Linked DNA regions of Danio rerio: region 2 is linked to region 1. A link is a contact called in public HiChIP or PLAC-seq data. All regions are on one chromosome and are shown on one strand. Each heading gives the region's core, a stretch centred on a gene start, on an enhancer-like site or on the middle of the called end of the contact. The rest is flanking DNA. Distances are from core to core; before and after follow the strand shown.

Region 1 (2,700 bases), core at 192-2,691:
TGAAAAATCTACTTTTCAAGCAGTTGGGCAGACATGTGTGTAGGTGTAGTGTAGACAGTCATATTAAGGTGATATAAACACCGGCAGCTAGCTCTCTGCAACTCTCACATGGTCGCCCACTGAAGCTAAGCAGGGCTGCGCCCGGTCAGTACCTGGATGGGGGACCACATGGGAAAGCTAGGTTGCTGCCGGAAGTGGTGTTAGTGAGGCCAGCAGGGGGCGCCCAACCTGCGGTCTGTGTGGGTCCTAATGCCCCAGTATAGTGACGGGGACGCTATACTGCTCAGTGAGCACCGTCTTTCGGATGAGACGTTAAACCGAGGTCCCGACTCTCTGTGGTCGTTAAAAATCCCAGGATGTCCTTTAAAAAGAGTAGGGGTTTAACCCCCGCATCCTGGCCAAATCTGCCCACTGGCCTCTGTCCATCATGGCCTCCAAACCATCCCCATATTCAATTGGCTTCATCACTGTCTCCTCTCCACCAATTAGCTGGTGTGCGGACTGGCGCAAAATGGCTGCCATCGCGTCATCCAGGTGGATGCTGCACACTGGTGGTGGATGAGGAGATTCCCCCCATTGTGTAAAGCGCTTTGAGTGCCCAGAAAAGCGCTATATAAATGTAAGGAATTATTAATATTATAAACACATCCAGACCTTTTTTATTTCAATTTAACAACATAAAAATGGTGGATCAATTGGAGCGGTTTTCGAATTGATTGACAGCTGTTGCATTAAACATGTCATGGTAGTCACGTGTATAATCATGTCAACAAGACCAGACGTGGGCAAAGCAACCGGAAATAAAAGATCTGTTCAGTTTGAAGGATCATCAGTCTTCATTAAATGTGATCAAGAGTAAGTTGATCACGCAAAAAGACACGTAGAAAAGGTAGGCGGGACGGACTCGCCTTAAAGGCGCAGTACGACAAAACCTCCTAGTGGAAAGATGTATGAAACAGGATCTAGTAAAAGGTATAATGAAAAATCTGATGGGTGTTTTGAGCTGAAACTTTACAGACACATTCTGGAGACGCAAAACACTTATATTAAATCTGAAAAAACGGGTAACCTAGGTGCCCTTTAAAGGTACAAAAGGGTACCCTAAAGCTACTAATGTCCACCTGTACCGTACAAAACTCTACCTTTCGAAAAAGGCACCACCCCAGTGACAGATTTGTTACCTTTAATTCTGCATGCTTGCATCACAGTAGAAACACAATGCGAGCGCATGTCATGTTCTGGCAGGCTATTTTTGTTTTACTGTACAGTACTTCAGAGTGGAAGAACGCAGCTGAACTCTGACCTGTGTGAGAGTCTGGTCGTGGCCTGGTGTGGGCGGAGGGCAGGCTGGCGCAGAGGCTCGTGTGCAGGGGTAGACGGGGCAATAAAGGAGTGGAGGGTTCATGGAGGGTTCCCAGGCAGAACAGTGTGGCTGGTGGAGGCAGTTTGTCTGCAGAAACACAGGCAGACTCCAGCAGAGATGCCTATCAGCGCTGCTACAGCCTGGTGGGGGCAGGGGACAAGAGGAAGGGTGAGAAAAAAAACAGGGGAGAGAAAGAGAGAGAGAAATTTGAAAAGAGTTTGTTTTTACTCATAAACCCATACAGTATTGCACGCACTGCATACAGTTGACGTCAGAATTATTCGCCCTCCTGTTTTTTTTTTCATTTTCAAATGTTTCCCAAATGATATTTAACAGATTCAGACATTTTTCACAGTATTTCCTATATTATTTTTTTCTTCTTCTTCAGGGGAAAGTCATTATTGATTTATTTTGGCTAGAATAAAAAAAGCTTTAAAAAAAAAAAACACCTTGAGGTCAATATTATTATATGTTTGTATAAACTTAAGGACTTTTATTTTATTTAACTTTTTGAACTTTCACTTTCAATTAACCTACAGTTTGACATATTTAAAATAAGACCAAGCTTAAATCTTTGCACCAAAGTGTTAAAGACTGGCAATCATTGAAGCTGAACGTAATTTTCATGTCTATATTCAAAATGCTGGCAACTATTAAAGGGTTAAGTTAGTAGTGTTAGTTAACAGCTTGTTAATACATTGAACTGTAACCTATACTAACTAATTACCAATACATTTGATTTGATATACTTGAAATGGCTGCTGTTTGCTATGGAATGGCCAGTGGATGTACTCTAGCATACAAAAAGATTTTATTATTGTGAGAAAACGACAGTATGTTTGACTATTAATGATATGATCAACAGTGCCGTCTTGTCTTTAGTGTAACTGCTCATATTATGAGCATACTTGAATGTCAGTGTTGTTGATATGATCTTAAGTTATGCTTATAAACGCTGCCTCTGGGCCAAGGCTGGTCGAATTCAGCACATGTTGACATACCAGTTATGGTAATCGTAGTCCGTTTTCTTGATCTTTTTGGTCAGGCGAGTCTGAAATCACCAGGGTCCGTGATCTGAACAGTTCCTACTTTAGAACTCCTTGCAAATGAGTGTTTTCCGAATGGCTTTAAAGTACTATCTTAACGGATCTTATTCAAGTGCAAGATGTTAGGCTTCACCAAATAACGCCAAAGATAAAATCTATCAACTTATCAGGCTATATAAAAGTCGAATGCTACAGAGCGTGATTAGGTTTTTTTTGTTTTTAATTGTGACTCTGTAAGTCTATTTGAATCCACATGTAGCATAAATTCGGGTTTATGGCCTTTGGTGAAAC
Region 2 (2,700 bases), core at 65-2,564, 120 kb before region 1:
GTAGCTATATTCAGCAACACAAAGTAGCTAAATTCAGCAATACAAAGTAGCTATACTTTGTAGCACTGTATCCATTTTAGAAATACACACGATGATTTTCTGTTAAAAATCACTGCTCATTTGAATTAGATTATTTGAATTGGAGCTTACATTGCATGTAATTAGTAAGCAACTTCTGCTTAACAAATTTGAAACGCGTTTTTTTTCGACTAAATTGATTAAGAAAATGTATTATTGATGGGTGCAAACAGTAACAATTTATTAAACCCTCTATGCAAATGAGGTGTTCAGCTGACTAACCTGCATCCACAGTTTATCTAAACGCTTATCAAACTAATTGGCGACGTTCTGTCTTTCTGCCTGCGGTGGGCGAGCCTGCTGCTTGTTTTGCCACGAGATAATTGTACGCAAGAATCAACGAAGCTGCCCTAATGGCCACCAATTGGCTCTATTTGGACCTGCCCATGCGACCTGTCGGCACCACCAAGAGACGGGCTCGCTATTAATATGTAAAGTGACGTTTGATCGCTTGAAACGGCATACAAAGACAGTGTTTTCACAAGAAGAATGTGGTGACAACTCATTTAAAACTATTAGACGCGCAAGAACAATAGCCCCCAATTTAGAGACCATAAAATACTCCTCCCCAATTAATGCCTGAGGTGCTAGGAGTTGAGTTTGCTTGCATTAGGCACATATCTCATGTGACACTTCAGTGTTACAGGTTTTGTTGTTTTAAGCTAATGTTAATGGTCAGGGAACAGCTCGTAATCACAATATATATTTAAAACAAATGAATATTATGAATGCAATAGGCCAAATCGACATTCATTAATAGAATAGAGGCATTTTAATACATTTCTGCACAATTAAAAATTAAATATAATCCTGCAAGTCTATAATTATATTATTCACATCATTTAATGTCCTAAAAATAAATTTAAAAAATAGCATTAGGCTGCAACTTAGATTTTAGGCTTTTCTGTTAGCATTTGAGTAAAAAGACATCATTACACACCATCAACGTGAAGCTCTAAAAAGGGTAAAAAGATCTCAATAAATTGCTGCGCTGAATGATGAGTCTCTCAGCTCTCTGGATGTGGAGCAGTAGGCCGACAGTCGCCGTGGCATTTCGGAAAGCATGCTGTCCGAGCCAATGGCAGTCAGCGCGCTCTGCTATTGGTTCCCGGGGCGCTCACTGCCAGCTCGTGTCCCCGCCCATGTTCGTAAGATATGGAATCTACTGGCGCCAGTTCCGACAGTACACAGGCACAATTCATTAATGAGACTTCTCTCCGCTTCAGACAGACGCAGAGTTTTAGGGAGACTTTAACAATCGGGCTGTGGACAATTTAAACCAGTGGCGAATTACGAACGTCAACAGGCATCTTGAGGATTAACATTCTTTGCGCAGGACTAACACGGGAAAAATAAACGCAGGATTGGAGTGCTGAAATGCAACTTTGCGCCGTGAGTACTTCCCGGTAGTTATTTGAAATTGCGAGCAATTTAATTGAGCGATTTAATTGATTGACTACAAAAGTTAGCCTACTTATATTAACTGAGGCGTCGTCGTGTGAATTAAGATCTGTCTTGCACTGTGTTTAACGTCAACACTGAGATGCTTCTATCCGTTATTCTCTTACAGGTGTCCCTGGCCACCCTTGAATGCAAAGAAGCAGGACCTCTACACTCCTTCAAAAATAAAAGCATGCTCAGAAAGTAAACAGAGCATCGCCACCTGAAGCATTAAGCTAACGACAGATATTTTAATAATCTAACGGACTATAGTGGTGCTTTCGGGTCTGTAGTGTCAAGTAAACTTTTCCAAGCATTTTCTAAGCGCGGACACTTGAGATGGAGGTTGCGGCCGATCAGTCTCGATGGATGGCCCACCATCATGCGGTACTCAATGGCCAGCACCCAGAGTCACATCATCACGGGCTTACACACAATTACATGGAGCCCATGGCCCCTCTTCTACCCCCGGACGAGGTGGATGTGTTCTTGAATCACTTGGACTCGCAGGGGAACCCCTACTACTCCAACTCTCGGGCTAGAGTATCGTACGGACAAGCGCACGGTAGGATTCATTTTACGTCAATATATATCTTTTAAAGGCTACATAACATTTTTGGAGTACAGTTTTTAGTAACAATATAATTCTTGTGGATATTGTAAATTCTAGGACATATTTTAGTCACACTTTCATTATGAATTGAAATGTCTTATGAATTACAGGCCTACTGATGTTGATTTATTATCGAGTAGCCAAATGTGAACTTCTGTGTGAAGTGTTTGAAATAACATTTGTATTGTTATTGTTAAATTATTTATTATTTTTAGGCTATTTAAATGTGTGGTATATACAGTTCACTATAAATTGGTGGCCATTTTTGTGGTAAAAAATATTTAATTTTATATATATACTTTTTTGTTATGTTTAAAAGTTTAGTAAACAAACTTGACATTGTTGATACGGTTTATTCAATTTTTGGGGGGCGTTTACGATTCATTTTAGTGCAGCCATGTTGTGTCTTGTAAAATTTAGATTATTTGCGCTGTTAGCTTTTACGAACCGTATTGCGCGGCCTAATCACGGGACTGTCCTGTGGCTGAGACGCATGGATGCTTAACCACAGATATGCACATTTAATTATTTGTTATTGTTGTTGATGTTGTTTAGCGCAAAATATAATC

The links. HiChIP or PLAC-seq counts read pairs in DNA pulled down with a chosen protein or histone mark.
Region 2: an H3K4me3 HiChIP or PLAC-seq map of gastrula embryo shows a contact between it and region 1, with 3 times the contacts expected there. The contact joins the promoter of gata2a here to the enhancer-like site in region 1. A contact is called at or near these places in 7 of 18 Hi-C or Micro-C datasets (caudal fin, embryo, hematopoietic stem cells and 2 more) and 3 of 4 datasets of contacts at active chromatin or transcription factors (caudal fin, embryo and gastrula embryo).

The regions. Positions count from the first base shown.
Region 1 is chr11:3,829,997-3,832,696 of GRCz12tu, reverse strand. All of the region lies in intron 26 of pbrm1 (polybromo 1), which reads left to right. Among named protein-coding and RNA genes, the nearest start is that of itih3a.2, 90 kb to the right of the region's middle. Within about 2 kb of position 1,441, at least 3 of the 62 cell types and tissues checked have an H3K27ac peak or open chromatin away from gene starts, as enhancers often do.
Region 2 is chr11:3,954,759-3,957,458 of GRCz12tu, reverse strand. gata2a (GATA binding protein 2a) reads left to right here and starts at 1,314. Exons shown (of 6, transcript NM_131233.1): 1 at 1,314-1,470; 2 at 1,649-2,083. The coding sequence starts at 1,858. All of the region lies in intron 26 of pbrm1 (polybromo 1), which reads left to right.